Linked DNA regions of Bos taurus: region 2 is linked to region 1. Evidence: chromatin contacts called from public Hi-C data. All regions are on one chromosome and are shown on one strand. The core of a region is the stretch at or near the end of the contact, and the rest is flanking DNA. Distances in the headings are between cores, read along the strand shown.

Region 1 (5,196 bases), core at 1,225-3,724:
ACTGATGTGATGCAGCAGTAACTCCACAGAGAGGGCAACAGGTAGACACAGTGATAGGACAGTATCTGTGAGCAAAGGGATCTTGAGAGAAATTTCCTACAGAGGCAACAGGATGTGGTTTAGACTGGGCTGGTTTTACGGAGATGAGATTTCAGGAGCTTGGAGGGCTGAGTATATAACGCACAGGAGATTCCAGGAGGCAATTCCAAGACAAGTAGGATCAGCTGTCCAGCACTTCCTGCTCCTACAGAAGGGGAAGAAGACAGCAAGCGCCCTATTTAGGGATCTAAATATGGCAGTAATAGTCAGTCAAAGTTGCTCAGTTGTGTCTGACTCTTTGCGACCCCATGGACTATAGAGTCCATGGACTTCTCCAGGCCAGAATACTGCAGTGGGTAGCCTTTCCCTTCTCCAGGGGATCTTCCCAACCCAGGGATCGAACTCAGATCTCCTGCATTGCAGGTGGATTCTTTACCAGCTGAGCCACAAGAGAAGCCCAAGAATACTGGAGACTGGGTAGCCTATCCCTTCTCCAGGGGATCTTCCCCACCCAGGAATTGAACTGGGATCTCCTGCATTGCAGATGGATTCTTTACCAGCTGAGCTACTAGGGAATTAATTAGGATTAATTAATTAATTAGGATTAATTAATTAATTAATTAGGATATCAAACTCCCCAGACTCCAAAAATAAGCAGTCCAGTCATTGTAGTGAATTGACTTGTTGGTATCAAACAGAAGGAGCCAAGTCAGTACCTCAGAAGTCAGGGTCCTACTTCAGCATCTCTGCAGTACTGATGAGATAAGATCGTGGAGAGGCTGTTTTAAAACTGAATGTAGTGCTCACTTCGGCAGCACATACCCTAAAATTGGAAGGATACAGAGATTAGCATGGCCCCTGCACAAGGATGACATGCAAATTCGAGAAGCATTCCTTATTTTTTAGTGAAAAAAAAATGTATTTGTCCTTATTCATTCATTCATTTCAGACCGACAGCTGTCATCTTAGTAGTTAGTCCTTTTCTCTTTTTCTCCTGAAAGAGCCTGGGCTCTTGTCACTACCCCCAAAACCTCTCAAATTCCTTGAGGACTAAGGAAGCAGGGAAATAAATGAATGAGATAACACACATAAACAAAATGTTTATCTGGCACATAGTATGTTCTCACTGAATTTCAAGGAGGCACGTGGTGGTAGCAGTTGAGAATGCAGGCTCTGGAGTTGAGCTGCCGGTGTCATGCCACTTTCTGAGGAGCGACTGTGGGCAGGTCACTTTACCACTGTCTGGCTCCACTTTTGTCATCTGGGGCCAAGAATACCACCAGACCCATGGAGTTCTTGTGAGAATTAGATGAATGAGTCCATTTAGATGCATAGTAAGTGTCTTGCACATAACACGCATTCAGAGAAGTTAGCTATTATTATTATTTTATCAATCTACTCATGAAGGAATGGGAAATTCCCATGCCTGTAGGCAGGAGGCATAAATGAGTGAACTGGGGGAGCTGGAGGGCCTGATCTAAAGGGGAGACTGACGTTAAGGGAAGCATGGAACCGGCGCTGTGATTTTCAGAATGTCCTCCAGTGGAATGTCACCCCAACTCCCAGCACGGCTCCTGAAAAGGTAAATCCCTTTGACATTTTCTCCTCAAGCCCTTATGTATTCATTTATTTCTCAAAACCCTGCTTTTAGGGAGAGCGAAGCGTTGGCCAGATCTTGAGTTGTGAGATTTCTCTTTCTTAAGCCCACCTCACCTTTTTTCCAGGTCTCGCGTCCAGCACGTTTCTTCCTCGATCCCAGACCTCAGCGAAGGGCGTCGAAAGCTCAGGGCGCGCTAGTGCAAATCCGGAGTGACTGCAAAGGTGGGATTTGGGGCGTCTTGCATAGCGCGTACGGGGCGGAGTGGAGTTTCTCTGGGGGACTCTTGACTCACCAGCAGGTGGCGGTCTGTCTGCAAGGCGTGCAAGGTTCATCCAGAAAACTTGAACGGAATGTTGATGCCACTGCATCAGAGAGGCACAGCCAAGTCTCCGCGAGTAGAGCCGTGGGCATCCGCGAAAAGGTGGGGAAGAGAACGGAGCGGACTTCCTTGCCGGCGTGACTCAAGGATTCAAACGCCAAGAGCTTCCTTCGGTAACGCTTCAGGAGGGGTGAGTCCTGAGCAGCGCACAGAAAAGAGAGCGCCGACTTTCTCTTAGGGCATTATCCGTGGCTTGTATTGACTGGCTTCCCGACACCCCCCGCCCCCCGGGGGCAAGACATTTCTTAGAAGGGAACTGCCTGAGCGGATACAGGGAGCGTGGGAAAACCCGGGAGGCCGATGCCGGCGCGCCAGGCGAGCTGCAGCCGGAGGAGCGTGAGGTCCGTCCCGCCAGATGGCGCTGTCTGGCTTCCTTTCGGCCTCCCGCGCTCGTCCCTAGAGGTTCCCCGTCGCAGCGGCCGCTCTAGCCGGGCGGGCTCAGGGCTCTGTGGTTCCGGGCGGAAGTGAGGCGCCGAGCGGAACGGCCTCTGGTGACATTTTCTCCGGGCGGCGCGGACGAGTGAAGGGACTTGGTGGAGGAGGCTGCGGAGGCGGTGGGGTTCGCTTTGGCCTCCCCTTGACCCCGGTGGGGGTCCTGACCGCAACCCTCTACTCGTCGCTGGAGCTTGTGCTGAGGAGAGAAGGCGACGGTGGGGCCGTCGCGTTCCTAGTCGCCGCGGCCCGGAGGGAACCGGCCAGGGGGGGCTCGGTGCGTGCCCCGACGGGGCGCGCGCGGAGCGGGCGACGAGGTGCGGGGCTGCTGCGTAGCGCAGGTGAGGCGCGACGGGGCCCAGGGCCGCGGCCCGGCTCCGATCCGAGCCGTGGGACCCGGGCTGCTTCCCGGGGAAGCGGGGGGTCAGGTTCAGTGGGACGGGGTGCGGGCCGCGGGCGAGGTTTCTGCGGCGTTTAGGGCGCCGGGGTCGTGACGGGCAGGGCTGTCGGGCGCCGGGTCTTCAAGCCCGGAACCCGGCGGGAGGCGCGGCCCGGGTAGCGGCCGACTGGAGGGACGAAAACAGCCCGACCCCTGGCTCACTGGCTCGCCGGTGACCCTCGCGTCCTCCGGGCCCGGCGGGCCGAACCGTTCTCCCCGCTTCCCTGCCCCCGGTGGATCCCTTTCCCCGGAGGCTGGAGGTGTCGCAGCCCGTGGGCCGCGCGCGGGAGGTGGGGAGCGGCTTCGCGGCCCCGGAGTTGTCTTTCGCGCAACTTTCCGGGACCCCGGGTGGCCGGGCGTAGTGGCCGCGGCGGCTTTGCCAACTCTACTGGCCCCGCGAGCCGGGAATCTGGCGCCGACACCTGCTCGGACTCCTCTGAGAGCCCGGGCGGCCGCCCCAGCACCGCGGCTGCTAAGGCCTGGGAGGAGGGAGGAAGGCTCTCTCCCGCTTGGCGCCGCCTGCGTTTTTGGGCGCTTCCACTACCTTCTTCGGTCGGCAGACGCCCCCCTGGTCAATGGGAGGGATGTGTCAGTCTCCAAAATTGACCTCTTTCTGGCGAATTTGTCAACTCTGTTTAGAAAAACCCGACGAGGATGTAACCTGACCAGCCTCAACTTCATCATCATCTTTGTCTTTTCCTCAGTGGTACTTCGTACTTTGTACTTTATTTTCTCGTAGCACCGATTTCAGTGTCTTGGGGCGGCAACTCCCCACAGAACCTCAGCCCGTCATTCATTCTCCCTTTTAAATCGTCCTCTCTGCTATCACAGAATAGATGCTCACAGGTTGAAGGAATGAACGTCCGTACCTGTTCCAGATTGAACCGCTTGAGCAGTTTGTGCTGGATGTGCTTTTGGTTTCTCGCCTGAGCTTCTGCTTTCTGAATCCTTCCACCCAGTAGGATGCAAAACCCACTGATGATGCTTTGTCAAGGTCGGGCCTTTTCATTACAAATACATCTGGCAGTTTTGCTTAGGCTCTTGTGTAGTGTCGTGTGTTAACAGTTTGAAATTACTCTCTTTCTTCTCTTGGGATATTTTAAGGAGGGAGGCTATTAACTTTCTAATGTGGTTTTGCTGATCCTGGCAATCTGGATCCCTTCAGTAAGAACATTGCCTTTTAACAATCATTTTTGGAGGCCTACATGTTACCTGATGTCCTGAGGAGTGACAGTGTTGATCTTTTTTAGTAGGAAGTGTAATATTTTTGTTAAATAGTCTGGGTAATACAATACTTACTTGAGTGCTTTATGCACAGTAAATATAAAACTAGGAATTAAATTTGAATTCAGGAAACTTATGATGAAATTTACTGTGATGACCTATATGCTACTTTATGAAGAGCTTTAGTGAAATTTCATGCAGTTTTGTAAAATGAGAAATAAAGACATTTCTAAATCATATTCTTTCAGAGTGCTTTTCAGTACCACTGTAATCTTGACATGTGAAACCATACCTTTTTTATAATGTTAACAAAGTGGTTAACTTCAAAACATAAAATAGGAAAGGAGAAACTTCAAGGTAATTATACCTGAAGTGTCAGCTAAATATGATTTCTTAATGGGAAAATTTTTTTTCTGACATCTTATTTGTGAAAAATAGGATGGACTAGATTTTGGGACTGGAAACTTTCTCTGTTGTTAGCTTCATATTAAGCTCATAATGTTACATTACTGACTAATTCAGTTTGTATTATTCTTAAATGCATTTATGAAAGAATGTCATAAATGCTCTTTGTTTTATAGTTTGCATGATTAAAGATAGATTTACCTTTAGATTATAATTTAATGAGGTTCTGAGAGAACTGAGTGCTCAGTGTTTGTTCTTCAAAGGTTCTGTTTCATATGTGACATTACCCTTGTGTGTATGACTAGTAACTTCTAGGGGGTTGTGTAGTTACTCATTATTCAAGGGGTTGTTTTGCTGGGATCTTCAGTCTTATGGTTTTATTTTGATGTGTGCATGAATAGAGTTGACATGTGGGCACTTAGAATGTTTTCTTTCTTTTGAAAGTTTGGAAGTGATACATGTATGCGTAGACACAGACACACACACACATGGGCTTCCCTGGTGGCTCAGTAAAGAATCCACCTGCAATGTAAGAGACCTGGGTTTGATCCCCGGTTGGGAAGATCCCCTGGAGAAGGGCATGGCAACCCACTCCAGTCTTCTTGACTGGAAAATCCCCATGGACAGAGGAGCCTAATGACTATAGTCCATAAGATCACCAAGAGTCCCACATGACTA
Region 2 (5,196 bases), core at 1,417-3,916, 480 kb after region 1:
CCTTACTCTTCTTCCCCATCACACTCAGCAAGATTCTCCACGTGACGGAAGAACCCAGTGCTCAAAGGGCGTAGGTGACATCCTGTTCTAAAGCTGAGAGGGTAACCACGACAGAGCAGGCAAAGCTCAGAATGTGACTGCGGTCAGAACCATCCACATTCATCATCCCATCCTGTGGCTGACTGCAGTCAGTAGGTCCATGCCTCTTAGGAATGTCACGGGGGCACTCCCCTTGGCTTGCTCTTCTCCAGCTATTTTTAGCACAGTCAAGATGGGGCAGTACAAAGGCAAGGACCAGCCAAACCAGCAAGACTCAAATCCTAACTCGGCTACTTAATAGATTTGTGATCTCAGGCACATAATTTAGCTTCCTTGCGCCTCACTTGACGCATCTGAAAAAGAAGATTTTGAGAATCCAACCCACATCGTTGAGTTGTTGTGAAGATGAAACCAATCCACTGAGTAAAGTGCTCAGCGTGGTGCCTGATGCTTTAAATCCATGATTCTATTGAATAGCATCCTGACCGGAAGTGGGAACTTGGGAACGGTTGAAGCTCTTGTCTTTCCTGTCTGTGACCTTGTTGAAATCACTTCCGTTCTCGGAGCCTCTGTCCTTAACCTGAGACTAATCACACCTGTCTGGACTGTACTCGGGGATCTTGAGGATTAAAAGTGAGAATGGAAGTGAAAATGCTTTGAGAAGGATAAAGAGAAGGATAAAGCTGTGAGTCACACTGAGGCAGGCAGAGCCCATGAACAGAAGTGGACATTGTGGCAGCTATGAAAGGTTCTCGAATGTTCTCACCAGCAGTCGTGCTGGCCAGGGTGAATCACCCCAAAGCTGAGAGTACTTATCAAGAGTGCTGCCCTAACACCTAGCCTCAATGCCCCTCCCTGCCACTGGACCACACGTCCTAAGAAAAGGCGGCAACACTTCACTCATTCTAGGCCCCTCATCCCCCCCCACAACCCCTGCCTCCACCCCAGGAGATACCTGGGACATGGAGCCAGGAAAGGGGCCCCAGGAGAGCCACAGCCTTCACGGTGCCACAGCGGTGACCTCCTTCTCTGAGCTTGGGTCTGCACTGGGAGTGGGGTGAGGAGTCAGGACAAAGAAAGGAGGGCCCCACCCACACAGAGATCAGGTTTGGCTGGGGAACAAGCCCTACAGATGGAGTATAATCAAGGAACTCCCAGCGGACAGGGATTAAGGAGGAGCAGAAGCCCATGGCGGGCACAAAGCACACATTCAGTACTTCTTTGGTGAATGAATGGGTGAATCTGGTGCTTACAGGGGGTAGTGAGCCAGTTTAGAGGGAGCACTGAGAAGTTAATGTCTTCAGAGATCAGGTAGACAGCACTGATGCATGAAACCCAGGTGGCACAATGGTAAAACAAAATCTGCTTGCCAATGCAAGAGATGCAAGAGATGTGGGTTCCATCCCTGGGTCAGGAATATCTCCTGGAGAAGGAAATGGAGCCCACTCCAACATTCTTGCCTAGAACATTCCATGGACAGAGGAGCCTGGCAAGCTACAGACCATGGGGTTGCAAAAAGTCAGACAATGTCTGAGCGAACACACACACATGAGTGATAAATCCACTGCCTAATAGGCGTTCACAGTCAAACATTTTTTTAAATTGTAAAAGCAAAGCAAAAAAAAAAAAAAAACACCAAAGCAAACAAAAGCCCCCTTTGAGCCAAAACTGGCTCCTGGGTCCCTAGTTCACCCCTTCTCTGGTTTACTTGACATGAAGGTAGAGTATTTCCAAGCAGCTGCCATGCACCCCAGAGGAAAGGAAGACTAAAAGGCCAAGCTCCAACTGCCCTCCCCAAGTGGACCACAGCATCGCCTTGCGAAGCCCCAGGGCCCTCTCTCTGTTGGCCACGGCGGGCAGCAGCGCCGAGCCCCTGCTGAGCATGTGATGAGCGCCCAGGTCTCCTTCCACAGGCCTTTCACAGCCTCATGCAGGCCGCCCGTCAGAGAGCAGGCTGGAGGTACGGGAGCTGGAGAGGGTGGCCCTTCTGTTCCAGTCTGTTCTGTGCCACTGTGACTCTGTGGCCCTCAGTACAGTGGGGCCCTCGTGTACCCCCAAGAGGATGCAGTACAGACCCAACAGGATAGTCCACGGGAAAGGGGTCGAGGCAGAACCTTAAACTCCCCTCTCAAAGCGAGGGACGGGATCGGATGGGCCCCCCACCCTGCAGCCAGGACCCGGCAGACCTTTGGCCTTGTAGTAATCATGCTCCAGCTCCTCCTCGTCGTCTCCTGAGGCGTAGTTCAGCAGCTCCTGCTCATACAGGGCTAGGAAGTCAATGTCTTTCTTTCTCCTCTTTTTCTTCTGGGGCATCATTGTGCTGGCTGCCCCTTCCTGGCCCTCACTGGCTCAGCGTTCCCACTCCCTGGCCCCTTCCAGGACCCCCCTCTCCTTGGGCTCCTGCACACACGTTCGGGTGGATCAAAGCCCACACGTGTCCAGAGCCCTCCCGCTCCGTTCTCCTCACTGGCCCCTGAGCAGGACCCCGGGGCTTTACCCCAGTCTTTCCTGCCCCTGGCCCCTGTCTCTGGCTCCCTCTCCCCCGCCACCTCCTTTGCACCTGCCGTGGGCTCTCCTTGGGCCTCATGACTTATTCATGGGGACCGAGGACAGGCTATCCTCCTTACCCCTCCCCTCCCACCCACCCCCTTCTCATCCTTTCATGGAGAATCAGGTGACATGAGCCCTTGGCATCTGTTTCCTACCTGGCCTCACAGCAAGGCCCCCCCACCCCAGGAACAGATGGGGCCTCCCCCCTAAAGATAAACCAGTCTCGCAGCCTCGAGGGCCGTGAAAGCGTGCCCCCAGGACCTGGGGCCTTTCTGAGGCACGCAGGGCCCCAAATTAGCTGGGCCCCTGGACACAGAGGACTCAGTTTCTCTCTATTATTTATGACCTCTGCTCATCTTACAAGGCAGACAGGTTCTAACTGGGTCCTTCTCAACCTCTCTGCTTTCATCTCCTTTAGACTCCAGAAGAGGCCGTTCAGCCAGGAGGGACCTGCTGCTCTGACGAACACTCAGACCACCCACGAGGTGCTTCCTGAGTCCTGAGTTCCTACAGCTGAAGCCAAGGATGCTGGGGAAGCCCACCGAGTCCTAGGTGACCCCCACAGTGCCCCGACAGGCTGGCAAAGTTGACCAGCATCTGTTCTAACAAGAGCTTTCCATTTGCCCGTATCGCCCTCTGCACTTTGCAGTGAAATAGTAGAAACCCTGAGTGCCCACCCAGATGCCTGCCCCACTCAGCCCTTACCTTCCCTGCAGGCCCATGTGGGGTTCTGAGTCACAGCAAGAGGACCAGAGGCCCCTCCCCACCCTTGGTCAGCACGAAAGTTTCCCTTAGGGCCACTAGACCCCTCTGCCTTGCTGATTTTATTAAGATTTCTTACAGCCTGAATTGTAAAATGTCTATGTAAATCCTGAAATGCTGGAAATTTTCAGTCCACTTGGAACTTTCATCCCTCTCTCTGGCTGTGTGAGGTCATCAGATAAAACTGAGGTCATAAGACAAAACTGGTCTGCCTACCACCTCCTGGCTGTGCAGCTTGGACAAGCCAGTCTCCTCATCTGTAAAAGGGGGAGCATGACTCATTAAAACCTATCGAACACTTGGAGAAAGTGCTTGGTCAGCAGAAGCCTCAGGAACACAGTAGAAGCTTAATAAACATTCATGACTCAGGACTTCTCTCTTATTTTGCACAGCAGGGATGGGGGTGGGGAGTGGGGGTTTCAGTGATGCTTCGTTATCATCTCAGATTGTCCCAGAAGCTCTCCTTCAGGTCCCATATGCAAGGATGAACCCCAGTGTCCTTCCTCTGTGGGTCCCGGCCCACAGTAACACATCAGAGACACTAACAAACAGATGAAACAGCCAGGGCCGTCCTGCAAGGCCCTGTCTACTTGATGCCCTTCCCCTGCCTCTCCCAGCCTTGAGCTCTGTGGGGGCAGGGACCATGCCCCCTTGCTCATTGTTAGGCCCCCAGTGCCTATAAGATGCCTGGCACACTACCGGCTTTTGTACCTGCTTGCTCAGTGAATGAATGGATGCTCAGTGGATGGATAAACAAATGGCAGTCAGATCTACAAACCAGCTACGAGGAAAACAGAATAGGCTGAAAAGGAAACACACTCTACACGACATGCTTGTAAAGTGAGTGTTCCAGAACCAATACCGTCCTGAGGGCACATTTGGCCTGGAGAAGAGGACATTTTGAGAGTCTGCAAACGTGAGTGACTGTCTAGACTAAGGCTGAAAGGGCAGTCTTACAACTGCGGGTGATTAAAGGCTGGTTTCAACTCAATCCAGAAAGAAGGAAGGGACGCTGAGTGCCGCCTGGGGTCACAGAGGTCTGAGGGCAGCTGGCATTGCTTGTCTACCAACAGCAGGGGGCACTCCAGGAGCCTCTGCGGGTTTGGGCTGGCAGACTCTCAGTCCAGTAGCCGCGACATTCTGTGACACGGAGTGGCAGGTGCCTGTGGATGGTGGAGGAGCCACAACGGGCCACCCAGGTAGGATTAACAGGCTTCCAGCCCAGGGGCGCTCAGTCCCCACAACACACTGGAGTCACCTGGAGAATTTTTAAAGGCTGCTGCCTGGTTGTCCCAGAGACCCTGATTTACTCAGTCTGGGGCAGAGCCTGGGCAGTCGAGTCCTCAAAGCTCCTAGGTGATGCAGGACATCCAACAGCAGTCAGCATGCCCATCCCTCCCCAGACCCTGGGGCGGCTTTGTGCTTTGGAGCCACCCAAGTGGCTCAAGGGGACTTTCCAGGTGGTCCAGGGGTTAAGATTCTGGGCCTCCAATGCAAGGGATACAGGTTCAACTCCTGGTTGGGGAACTAAGATCCCACATGTGCTGATAAATGAATAAATGTTTGCTTCCCTGGTGGCTCAGCTAGTAAAGAATCTGCCTGCAATGCAGGAGACCTGAGTTCAATCCCTGGGTTGGGAAGATCCGCTGGAGGAGGGCATGGCTACCCACTCCAGTATTCTTGCCAGGAGAATCCCCGTGGACAGAGGTGCCTGCTGGGCTACAGTCCATGGGGTTCCAAAGAGTCAGACACCACTGATCCACTATGTACACACACACAAGTGGCTCAAGTGGTAAAGAATCTGCCTGCCAAGCAAGAGACACAGGTTCGATCCCTGGGTGGGGA

What was found. Hi-C and Micro-C count contacts between places; a contact is called where the count stands out from the background.
Region 2: a Hi-C map of skeletal muscle shows a contact between it and region 1, with 5 times the contacts expected there. The contact joins the promoter of LOXHD1 here to the promoter of C24H18orf25 in region 1. A contact is called at or near these places in 3 of 11 Hi-C or Micro-C datasets (liver, skeletal muscle and an unstated tissue).

Annotation. Positions count from the first base shown.
Region 1 is chr24:45,910,937-45,916,132 of ARS-UCD2.0, forward strand. It overlaps C24H18orf25 (chromosome 24 C18orf25 homolog), which reads left to right and starts at 2,475. Exons shown (of 4, transcript NM_001105439.1): 1 at 2,475-2,791. LOC104975782 (a long non-coding RNA gene) reads right to left here and starts at 1,839. Exons shown (of 3, transcript XR_815227.4): 1 at 1,753-1,839; 2 at 756-862; 3 at 1-244. LOC112444237 (U6 spliceosomal RNA) reads left to right here and starts at 839; the gene lies at 839-942.
Region 2 is chr24:46,393,744-46,398,939 of ARS-UCD2.0, forward strand. It overlaps LOXHD1 (lipoxygenase homology PLAT domains 1), which reads right to left and starts at 2,667. Exons shown (of 41, transcript XM_059881070.1): 1 at 2,226-2,667. The coding sequence starts at 2,355.